2 separate regions of the Mus musculus genome follow, and region 2 is linked to region 1. A link is a contact called in public HiChIP or PLAC-seq data. All regions are on one chromosome and are shown on one strand. The core of a region is the stretch at or near the end of the contact, and the rest is flanking DNA. Distances in the headings are between cores, read along the strand shown. Region 1 holds the start of Mxd1 (MAX dimerization protein 1). Region 2 holds the start of Hmces (5-hydroxymethylcytosine (hmC) binding, ES cell specific).

What was found. HiChIP or PLAC-seq counts read pairs in DNA pulled down with a chosen protein or histone mark.
Region 2: a FOXA1 HiChIP or PLAC-seq map of pancreatic cancer cells shows a contact between it and region 1. The contact joins the promoter of Hmces here to the promoter of Mxd1 in region 1. A contact is called at or near these places in 2 of 39 promoter capture datasets (embryonic stem cells and pre-B cells) and 1 of 115 datasets of contacts at active chromatin or transcription factors (pancreatic cancer cells).

Annotation. Positions count from the first base shown.
Region 1 is chr6:86,667,717-86,673,669 of GRCm38.p6, forward strand. It overlaps Mxd1 (MAX dimerization protein 1), which reads right to left and starts at 1,443. Exons shown (of 6, transcript NM_010751.3): 1 at 1,220-1,443; 2 at 822-918. The coding sequence starts at 1,292.
Region 2 is chr6:87,911,781-87,917,634 of GRCm38.p6, forward strand. It overlaps Hmces (5-hydroxymethylcytosine (hmC) binding, ES cell specific), which reads left to right and starts at 2,196. Exons shown (of 7, transcript NM_173737.2): 1 at 2,196-2,231; 2 at 2,711-2,915. The coding sequence starts at 2,733. It overlaps Copg1 (coatomer protein complex, subunit gamma 1), which reads left to right. Exons shown (of 24, transcript NM_017477.2): 24 at 392-1,815. The coding sequence ends at 522.

The DNA.
Region 1 (5,953 bases), core at 193-2,692:
GGCTCACATGGAATTCCCTAGGTAGATCAAGCTGGCCTCCAAATCACAGAGATCCACCTGCCTGAGTGCTCCTGAGAGTTGGGATTAAAGATGTGCACCATCATGCCCAGCTACAACTAGTATTTTAAGAGCAAGGAGGGGGACATAGGGACAGTAACAAAGATGAAATGTTATTGTGGATCAGGGACTGTGAGTTCCCAGCCATTAACTAAACACTGGTGAAATTCACAGCTTTTGAGGGCTATGAGGTAATCTCTGAGGCTAACAGGAAAAGGCTGCAACTTGCTGACATCTTAGTGTAGCATGCATCTTCTCACAGAAGTGGGTTCTACCCTCAATCACTCTGCTCAGCCACCAGGAAGAGAGGTCACAATTGGGTTACCAGGCAAACTACTGCATTTAATGTACACATTAAATATAAATTTCTACCACCTGTGTCAGGCCAGATACTTCATTTATAAAATCTCTATTAACAAGCAAAATCAACTGATACCATGCCACATTTTGAATTAAAGGAAACTCTTGCTTGTAAAGCAGGCAAACACAGTAACCCTGCTGCCAGACCTGCCTGGAGCAGCCACAGAGCTTTGCTTTGTTCAGACGGTAAAAAGCAGAATTAATCTTGCTTTAAAAAGTCACACTGAAATGTTAGACATTCCTATTTTTCTCCTCTGTTTCCTCAACTTAAAAAGAAGGACTGCTTGGCACCATGAACACATTACTGAACCCTCAATGTATCTGTAGGGCTAGAATCCTGTAAGTCAACTAACAATCAGCCTTGGTCATTTTAGCTACAGAGAAGGGGAACATTGAACAGTTACCTGCTACTGGTGCTGTTCTTCTTGGGCTTGTTCCTCCGTTTGAAGGCATCTCTGTCCTTGCTGTATGGCAGCATGGAGGCATACCCATGTTCAGCTTCTAAAAAACCGAGGGGTCCCGTTAATAAGTGGGCCCAGAGCAACTGACACCCTGTCCCCGCGTCCGTCTGTCTGTCGGAGTCCGGGACACCGGGCGGGAGCAGGCAGGCGGAATTCTGAGAACAATGCCTGCTCTTTCCTGGCGTGGACGCCCTCGGTTCGGAGCAGGTGTGGAAGGTTCCAGCTGCTCGCCGCCCCCCGCGCTCGGCTTTGGGGCGCGGGCTCGGGGGTTGGCGCTCGCGGCCGGCCCGCGCCCCAACCACCCCAGCGGCCGCCCGCCCGGCCCGCAGCCCGCCGTGCACCTCTCTCCCGCCGCTCCAGGTAGTCGGCCGCCTCCAGCAGCAGCTGGATGTTCATCCCGACGGCTGTCGCCATCCTGCACCCGGCGGGCCGCCTCTCCGTGCCCGCGGGCCACCGGCCGGGAACACCGAGGAGCCGCCGCGCTGGCCAGCCAGGAGGGGCAGCGATGGGACAGCACGGAGACAGGAGCCCAGCCGCCACCGCCGAGTGTTTATCCCGACTCGCCGCCGCCCGCCCCCGGCCCCGTCCCTTGACAGGCCCGCGGCGGCGGCGTGCCTCATTGGGCCGCCCGCGGCCCGGCCCGCCCCCGGCCCTCCGCGATTGGGGAAGTGCCCGCGGCCCCGCCCCAGAAGCCCGCTTCCCCCGCCGGTTGGCCGGGCTTGACAAGGCCCGGGCTCCGCCCCCCACGCCCCATTGGCTGCAGGACTCGCAACTCCGCCTCGTGCTTCAGCCTGCCTCCCATTGGCTCTACGCCGATAGCCGGGCCCCCTTGGGCTCTCCGGGTATTGGGCAAGTACAGTATAGGGAATGCCGCTGCGCCCGCGCCTCATTGGCCTAATCCTCGGAAACCTCCCGGCTACGATGACGTCACCTCTCTGCCCAAGCAGCGGCCCACTCCCGTGCTGCTGATTGGCTACAAGGCAGGAGGGCAGGGCGGGTCCCCGCCCACTGGCCGCCGACCTGTTGCCCACTGTCTCCGGGGAGAACTTCAGGCCTAGCTGGGGACCTCAGCAGATGGTGGCACCTAGCTCCCACCCCAGGGGTTGGGGGAAAACAGCCGGCTCCCGTATACCACACTCGCACCGAGTGACCTGGTGCATAGAGTAAGGCTGAACCCGAGGCCATCCCTTCCATCCCAGAGGAAAACACTTCAGAGCAGGCCTCTCCCCAAGGCCACCAGCACCCACAGGAAAGCTCACTTTGTAAACACAGGTCCTTGAGCATCGCGACTTTTGAAATGAGAGCTTATTCGAGACTTACAGTGTAATGTCAACATATTCAATTTAAATGGCAGGAATAAAGCTAATGGGTAAGAAGTCTGAAAACTGAAATGAGCAGGGGAGTTTAAAATGAAACGTATGAGTGTTGTCAGTATACAGTTTTAGCTTTCTCTGTATGCATATGTCAGGTAATCCACCTAGAGGGTTCCCATCCCTCAGGACAACCTGTGAGGGTTGTCATCCTTAGTTACATTTGCACATGAAGAAAGAGGCTCAGAGACAAATAACGTTCCTGTTTCCCCTTGGCTTGGAGAAAGACCTGAACCCCTGTAATCTCATCCACAACTGCCCAGGCAATCCTCTGACTTATAGTTATACAAAAACAAGACGAAACAAAACAAAACGATCCCAACAACAATAACAACAACAAAATGGCAGGTATCCAGAACTGCAGACAGCCACAGAACTAAATTCAAACCGCCATTACACACAACAGATTTGGGTGCGATGGAGAGGCCATGTTCCTGGTATGTTCAAGGATCCAATCAAGGGCTCTATGCTGACACACACACTGAAGGCAGTTTTTCATGAGGACATGGAACTTGGAAATGAGAATGTGGAAAAGAACCACTTGGAATATTTTAAAATTGTATGCTGTTTGTTAAATAAGGTTAAAAATTAAAGTATCATATGCAACTATTAAAGTAACCAACTTAATATTCATAAAATGCTTTGTTTCAGCCATTTTAACATCTTGGGTTCCACACTTTCATATTTCCTCCCAAGTTTACTGTGAATATATAACATCTTTTCAGTCTTCTCTTTCTGCTCTCAGCAACTTATTTCAATCCAGTCCTATTTCAGGATCATAATTCTACCCCTACAGTCACTCTAACGGAAAAGCCACACATTTCTTTTTAAAGGGGTGGTCAGCGTTTGAAACCCAAGCCAGAGAGACTATTTAAAGCAAGTAAGTTAAGCACAAACACGTCTAAATTCAACTCCAAACAAAAATACTCAATCACATAAACACCAGAGAGACTAAGAAATATGGCAATCTCCTTTCTTGGTGGCAAGAATAGGATTGCTTACACCAACTAGGACTTGCAGTTAGGAACAGAGTATCTAGCGCCATCTACTGGCAGTGAAGCAGTAAGTGGAAAACAAAGGGTGAACCAGCTCAGTCCTCTCCTATAACCCAACATGGTCAGTCACTATGGAAGCATGAACTGCTAAGTAGGCCTTGCCTCCCAAACATGAGAGTTCTAAAATGTGTGGGCCCCAGCTCTACGCCAATAGTTTAATACAAATGATGCATGTGATAGCACAAGAAAGGTGCTTTTCAGCATGCAAGATAAAACTAGGAACTGAGTAGTTAAATGGAGAAACCCAACTGTATGTATGACATGGTTGTCTATCTAGTCACTCAGTCCCACAGTCTGGCTCCCGGCCTCCCATGGCTCCAGCTGGGTGGAGGTCATTGCCAATGCTGAGCTCATCTCATATGGGACCCAAGGGGCTGCTTTGTAGAGCACCTCAGAACTTCATCCTCCACAGCACTCAACTGCCTGAAAGGCCTAGGCTGTGGGAATTAAAACTCTCTTCACAACCAAGTTTATAAAGACAGTATGAGATGAATTTTGTCTTCTATGTTTTTGAGGAATTTATGTCATTTCTTGGTGTAGCAAATATCCAAACAGGACATTTTTGTTTTAATATGAACCCTTTGCTGATGTTGCTTTAAACATTCAATGTCATGGCTTCTCTCATCATGACATTAGAATCTTCAAAACTTCTAATAGAGAAACACACACAAGCACACATACACAAATGTATATTCACCCATATACTATATTGCACAGAACACAGAAGAGGGTATCGGAGCTCTTTCAAGGTAGATTTAACTTACACAGGCACTGAAAGCTCTACAAGGCTCCATATTAATTCAGCTGTAAAATTATCTCTGGTTTTTTTTTTTAAGGCAAAGAAAAAGCAGGGTCTGGTGAAGCACAGCTATAACCCCCAGCACTCGGCACTGGGGCAGGTACCAGGTCCGTGACTTCTGTGTAAATGGGGCTCAGGGCTGGAGAGCAGGCTCAGTGGCTAACAGTATACTATACTAGGTCTTGCACAGGACCTGGGTTTAGTTCCCAGCATCCACACCAGGTGGCTTACAGCAGCCTGTAACTCCAGTTCCAGGCGACCTGATGCCTCTTCTGGTGACTGCACACACATGGTACACATACAGAAAAGGAGTCACCTATACATACATACAATTAGAAATCAGTAACTGTTAAAAAGGGAATCAGTCTTATCTCAGTTAATGACTAAAATACTTTCCAAAACCAAAAGACAAAAACCAGAAGAGGCTCAGTGAGAAAGCTGACAGCACTACATTCCAATTCTAAAGGCACCAGGCCCTCCACAGGGCTGGGGGGGGGGGGAACGGACAGCAGTAAACACGGCAAGCCCCACCTCTCAGAATCAAAGAGCCAGCTGGCAAACATGGTCGACCTAAGCTGTGCTAGGTGCGGTGAAGGGAAGCAGAGGTGGGCATGGAGGGCAGGTACACCTCCTACACTGCAGGGAACAGACAAGCTTCAACAGGTCATTATCAGCCCAGCACTTTTACTTCTACATAGACAGGCCAGGGAATTGAGAATAAACATGTGCTCACTGGGAAGGCAGGGGCAGGCAAGCAGATCTCTGTGAGTTTAAGCTCTAGGACTGCCAGGCTACAGAGAAAGACCTGCCTCAATAAATCAATAATAAAATGTGTTTATATAAAAGTGTACTAGTATCCATGGAATATTTTTCACAAAGGCAAAAGCATTCTAAATGCCATCTGCTGTTGTTGAAGTATAAGCAAAACAAGGTATAACCTCAGGACGGAGTATTAGTTGTAAAAAGGAAGGGGACACCAATGCACAGTGTGGATGACACCGAGTGAAAGCAGCCAGACAGAACAGCACATGGCTCTACTTATAGCAAACACCCAGAATAGGCACATACTACAGACAAGGCGTATGTTAGTGACTTGTGGGAGGAGGGTTGGGAATAGAGTAGTAAGAGAGTTCAAGGTTTCTTTGGATGATGAAAAGACTCTAGATGTGCACATACTAAAACCGCTGCCAGCTTTAACAGAGTATGTTTTATGAGCTATGAATCTTATCTCAATAGAGAAGGAATATGAGCACATCTAGAGGAGAGGGAATGTTCCAGAGGAATGAAAAAAGTGGAAAAACTAGCCTGGCCTCAAAGAATAGCAATGAGCACAGTAGATGTATTTCGATGTGTCCAAGTACAGTGAGCTAGGGTTCGAGTCCAGATCAAACAGGACTTGGGTGCTTTACACGTGGAGCCTGCAGCAACATGGACGTTATTCTAACAGTATCACTAAGACCAGGCAGACATGTGCTGATGCTTGCTATTGGGTGGAGAGTAAAGAGGCACAAGAGCAGAAAGGGGACTTTTCTGGAGCTTCTGCAGTAGTACAGATAAGAGTGCAGGTCTGGACTTGCAAGCTTGGTGGTAGGAGTGACCAATGGTCAAATAAATGTCAATCAGATGCAGGGCATAGAAGAGGTTGAGGATGACCCCAAAATTTGAACGAAGGAGTAAACTGTTACTAATGGGGGAGCCTCAGGAAAGATTGCAGGAGGGAAGCAAGGGCTCTCACATTTGAGGTCCTGATGCTGTAGGCATCATCAAGGCTTTAGCTTAAGGGGGCCCAAGATGGCATGCATACCCAAGGCCATGTGGGAGACAGTTAAAGGCCCCTGGAGGTAATGAGTC
Region 2 (5,854 bases), core at 946-3,445, 1.2 Mb after region 1:
CTCAGTCCCCTGGGTCTGTCAGACAACTGCTTTGTGGTTTTTTTCTTATAGGGCTCGCCCCCTCATCCACACTCTCAGATTCAGCCACTGTCTGTGAGCCTCTAATATGAGGTATAAGCCTTACATACCCGAGCGTTCACTTGAGCCTGGCAGGAGGCTCAGGTGATGTATAGTTAGTGATGTATGCAGTGATTGATAGTTACTGCAGCACTATGTCCTTAAGGGTTCCAGAGCTCAGGGAAGCAGTGAGAGTTGTCCAGGCCTCCCAGTTGTGCCTCAGTGTGTGCGGTGGGGGTGGGGTGGAGTGGGGTGGGGTGGGGGTGTTGATCATGTGTCACTCTCAGCACAGCCTCCTTCAGCCTCACAAAACTCTGCTTCCTCTCACTTACAGGAGTATTCCGGGGTGGTCATGACATCCTTGTGCGTTCTCGGCTTCTGCTTTTGGACACAGTGACGATGCAGGTGACAGCCAGAAGCTCAGAGGAGCTGCCAGTAGATATCATCTTGGCATCCGTGGGCTAGAGGTGGCCTAAGCCCCACTCCTATCTTGTCCAACACTACGTCGAAGCCACTTCTTCCCTGTGAAGCCGGTGGAAACCCTTCCCCAGACCACTGTGTTAAGAAACAATCAAGAGTCAATACAGATTTTTTTTTTTAATTCCATCCTATCATTCAGGAATGCTAGGGTAGATTTTGTCACCATGCCTGCAAGGAGAGACAAATGAATAAAATGTTCAGACTTTCTCTTAATATTTATACTCAAAGAAACCGTCTCATCCCTATGATAAGTCAGCATGTATTTCTTGAATAACTGCTGCTTCTGCAGGCTCGTGCTCAGGGCCTCCACTTCTCCCTGAGGCCTCCCTTCACCAAATGGAGCGTGTGCATAGCCCCTCGGGACTGTCAGTGCCAAGCTTAGGGTGGGGTTAAAGGCTAGCCGAATGACAACAGCTAGCAGGTCTGGTAAGCCACTCATCTACAGGCATCTGTAGATGGATGGGTGTCCAAAGGTCCTTAGAGGGTGTCATGATCTGCTCTGGGTCTATGAGTGGGAAAAACAGTATCTGCATTCCTTTTGGGCTGGAGTAAGAAATCCTAGGGGATGCTTCAGGGCTTGGGCTTTAAACTCAAATCAGGTGGTTTAAACTGTTGGAAACACTTGAAGAACTGGACCTCCTGTGAGGCTACTCAGATGGCTCAGCAGGTAAAGGTACCTATCAGGACGGACTACCCACTTGGTAGAAGGAGAGGACCATTTTGCAATAGTTGCCGCCTAACCTCATGCACACCTGTATACTGTATGCACATGCACATGTACACATTAGAACAGAGGCCTGCACCTTTAAGCCGAATCCCATAACATGAAGACATCAGGCTACACTTGAGCATCGTTAAGCTGTTTTAGCTATGGCCTATTTCATGACTGGTCCTGGCTCCACCATGTACTTGGTCAGGCATGCAGTGGTGAACTAAGTAACGTGGTGTGAAACTTCCTAACAGGTTATAAAGAGATTTCTCATTTGGGGGGTTTTCTCAAGTAGGTGACCTGAAGGCTGCTCCCTAAAGACATCCCTCTGTCCCCCACCTTCCATCCCTCTCCTGGGGACTGAGCAGTTGCTCTTGCCTGGCCTCTCTGCCTCATTCCATCCCTTTATGAAGGCCTCTCCAGGCTTTAAAGGAAAGCCTGACCTTCAAGGCCACATCCTGCTTAGCCCTTCCTGACTGTATTCTTCCTGCCTAATACCCTCCCCTTCTACTCCCAGGCCTGGTCATAGCCTGGAAGCCATTCCATTCAAATAAACTTCATTAAAGAAATTGGTGTCAGCCTCCTTTTGTGAAGATTACAGCTTACTCTAGTTTTATTTAAAGGCTTGCACACACCCCACACACAAATGTTAAAAAGGAAACCAGGTGGGGCTTCCTGACCCTTAGGGGTTTGTGGGAATAGCTAGAGAGTCTCAATTCGGATGGCCTTACACATTGAGGGTGGGCAGCACAGGTTTTCTGGCTTCAGATTCCGGCCTGGGAAGGGGGACCCTGAGGCCTCCTGGGGTGCCTGTCTCAGGTCAGTGCATTTTGTCTTGCTTCACCTAGCCACACCCCCACCTGTGGGGAGGGAACCCCGACGGCGCGACGTCACGTCGGGGGCGGGGCGGGGTTACCGAGGAGCGGGACGGGCGTCTCTTAGGCGGACGCTAGCTGCGAGGAAGGGTGGACTAGACCCTCGGGCGGTGAGAGGACGCGGGCGCGTGGGGAGGGCCTCGTTGAGGGGATGAGGACGGACGGGCGGGCGGGAGGAGGGCCGCGCTGAGGAGAAGCTAGCGGGCGGAAGAGAGGACCCGGCGGAGGGGACGCCGGCGGGCGGGCAGGCGAGGACCGCCCACGTTCCGAGCTGGAGCCTTGGCGCCGACAAGGCCCCGCCCGGGACCTGAGCGTGTCCCCGCGGGGCGGTAGTGCGGTGGCCGCGGCCCGCGAGTGTCGCTGGCGTCAAAGCCGAGCGCTCTCACCTTTCCCTGCTGCGTCCGTGGGAAACAACCTGGGAGGAGCGGCTTTCTTTCTCGCCCGCCACCCGAGGGCCTGCTTGGGGACTGTGGGCCCCGCAGTGGCCGGGACTGGCTGACCTAACGGAGCCTCCGCGGAAGATGTGGCTTCGCGGGGAGATTGGCGTGACCTAGGGAGGAGAACCTTAGGGTTTTGTGACTTTCTCTAGGTCTGAGCGGCAGCGCTGAAGTATGTGCGGGCGAACGTCCTGTCACTTGCCCAGAGAGGTTCTCACCAGGGCCTGCGCCTATCAGGATCGGCAGGGCCGGCGGCGGCTCCCGCAGTGGAGGGACCCCGACAAGTACTGCCCCTCCTACAACAAGAGCCCGCAGTCCAGCAGCCCCGTGCTGCTCTCCAGACTGCACTTTGAGAAGGTAAGGAGTGTGTCAGCACCATCGGAGCTTCTGGGCCAGCATCGCCGTGGCCATCTGACTCGTGACCCATGTGCCGCCATCTGCCCAGCCTCCGGAATGACCCGAAAAGCAGCCTTTACAGATACATTAAGGCCCTAATCCCTCTGGGTCTCTGCAAGAAATAAGTCAGCATTCTTCAGGGTCAGTTAAACTGTTTGAATGTATGCCCAAATTATGTGAACCTCATATCTGAATACATTTAAGAATTCTTTTGAGACAGAGTCTTAACTATGAATGTAGCCCTGGCGGTCCTGGAACTCCCTATAGAGGCCCAGCTGACCTCAGATTTTCAGCAAATCTGCCTGTCTCCAGAATCCTGTATTACAGGTGTGTACACTCTGACACGCTTGACTCTCTCTCTCTCTCTCTCTCTTTTTTTTTTTAAGATCGCATTTTTCAAGTATTACTGATTTATCAGCGTCATCTGTCCTTATATTAAAAACAAAAAAGCAAAAACCCAAGTGTGGTGTCACACACCTTTCATCCCAGCACTTAGGAGGCCGGAGGAAGGCAGATCTCTGAGTTGGAGGCTAGTCAAGGCTGCATAGTAAAACTGTGTCTCAAAAAACTGATTTGTGGAGCTTACAGAGCTTGCAGCCTGGCTCAGTGGGTGAGAACACTTGCTGCCTGTTAGGAGAGAACCAGCTCTTGCAAGCTGCCTTCTGATTCCACTCCCAGTCTGTGGCATTCACGCAAGAGAGTAGACACATACACACGAATAGATGTAAAGAAAAAATCAGTGTGTCTGGGGCTAGTGATATTACTCGGAGATACAGAACATATGTCATATACTCATAGCCTTGGGGTCAGTCTTAGCACACATAAAATATTTTTGATTTTTTTAAAATTTAACAATTTATTTATGTGTATTAATGTTTTACCTGCTGTATGTATGGATGTGCATCAGGCGTGTACCTAGTGCCCTTGGAAGTCAGAGCTTCAGATCCCCTGGAACTGAAGTTACCAAAGACTACCATGTGAGTGCTTGCAATTGAACCCAGGTCCTCTGCAAGTGCAGCAAGTAGCCTTAACTGCTGAACAGACCAGGGTCCCTAGTTCAGTGGATGGATCTTGGGGAGCAGAAATGGGAAGGTGGAGTCCCTAGCAAACATAGCCCCTCCTTTGGGTCATTTGAGTTTGCCCGTGTAATGTTTGACTGCACATCTATAATACGATTTGTTTAGATTGCTAGGGTTTCTTAATCTGGTAAATATTTGATACATTTTTTTTTTCAAATCTACAAATTCTAAAATAAAATTAGGAACATTTCAGCCGTTCAACTGCCAGCATATATGAATAGGTAGCAATATTTGTATCTGAAACCACTGATTTGCAAAGTACTTCCTCTTTTTTTTCTTTCCATCTACCACAGTGCCACCAGCTGTTCTAACTCCAGAGTCAGACCTGTAGAGGAAAAGATGACTAATACTGAGCAATACTTTCAGTATCTCGGGTTCTCGGCCACTTTGTATGCATTGCCCTCGTGTTTGGGGTTGCTCTGTGCAGTGATGAAAACACTCAGAGGTGACCAGTAGAACTGTCAACCAAAACGTCACTGACATTTAAAAGTATTTTATATTTTTTTTATGTGCATAGATGTTTTGCTGAATGAATGTCTGTGTACCACATGTACACATGTACAGTGCCTGTGGAGGCCAGAAGAAGGCACCTTTGAGCCCGCCCCCCCCACACACACACACAATCTTACCTGCCCATAGCTTCTCAGGGAGGGCTAGGGCTTCATGAGCTCTCTCCTAACCACGGTGGAAGGCTGAGTGTTGATGGCCCATTCTTGAGTAGGTCCTGTGCAAGTATTCAATGCTGCTTTTGGGTCCTTGGGGACAGCAGCTGTGCCATTTCTGGAAGACAGTTTCACAGTACATCTAGTCATTCCACCTTTTTTGTTGTGTTTTGTTTTGTGTTTCCAGACAGGGCTTCTCTGTGTGTCCCTGGCTGTCCTAGAACTCTCCTTGTAGATCAGACTGTCTTTGAAGGCAAGGATTTACCTGTCTCTCAAATTGCTGGGATTAAAGGTGTGTAGCACTATGCCCAGCTTAGTCCTTCCACTTGTATATCATTTTATTTAATTGATGACAATTTCATACATGAATCTGTGTATTGTGATCCCTCTAACTCACCCATTACTTCTCAGCCCTCTCTTCTTCACCCTTCTACTTTCTTCCCCTTTCCTTTTCTGACAGGTTACCTTCTTTTTATTCTCTCTTCCACAACACTTTCTGTTCCTTACAGGGATGATATAGGTGTCCACTTAGAGCTGAACACTTAAGTCATTCTCCCCAGTACTTTGCTCAGCTGTGAGTCTCTGCAGTAATCATCACCCTCTACAGTCAGGAGTTTCTCTGACCAGTGCGGAGAACAGCACTGAACTCTGGGTATGTGTGTAAATATTTAGCTTGACACTGAATCCATTTATCAGAAAAGATGACTAATAGTATCATTCCTTGGGCCTATGACCTACTTCAGACAGTAAATCTGGTTAACTTGGAATTCACAACACACCTGTATCATCTCCCAAGTATTGGGATCACAAGTGTTTTCCACCCACCACTCTTGGTCGACATTTCCCCACCCCCACCCACCCCTTTCTCTCTCAGTTTTTGAGGCAGGCTGGCCTTGAATTCACAGAGATCCACCTGCCTCCTAGATGTTAGGATTAAAATTAAAAGCATGTACTACCATGCCCAGCTAGCTTTTCCCCTCTAAATAACCTTGTATTGTTTGTATATAGTAATTTATGGTTTTCCTGCCGTACCTGAGTCTGTTTAATTATATTTTTGTGTCTTGCTCAACCTTTCTTATTTTTAAATTTATGTGTGTGATCTGTTGGGTGTCTGCCAGTGGGAAGAGGTAGGTGTAGTTGTAGCTGCCAGACATAGGTT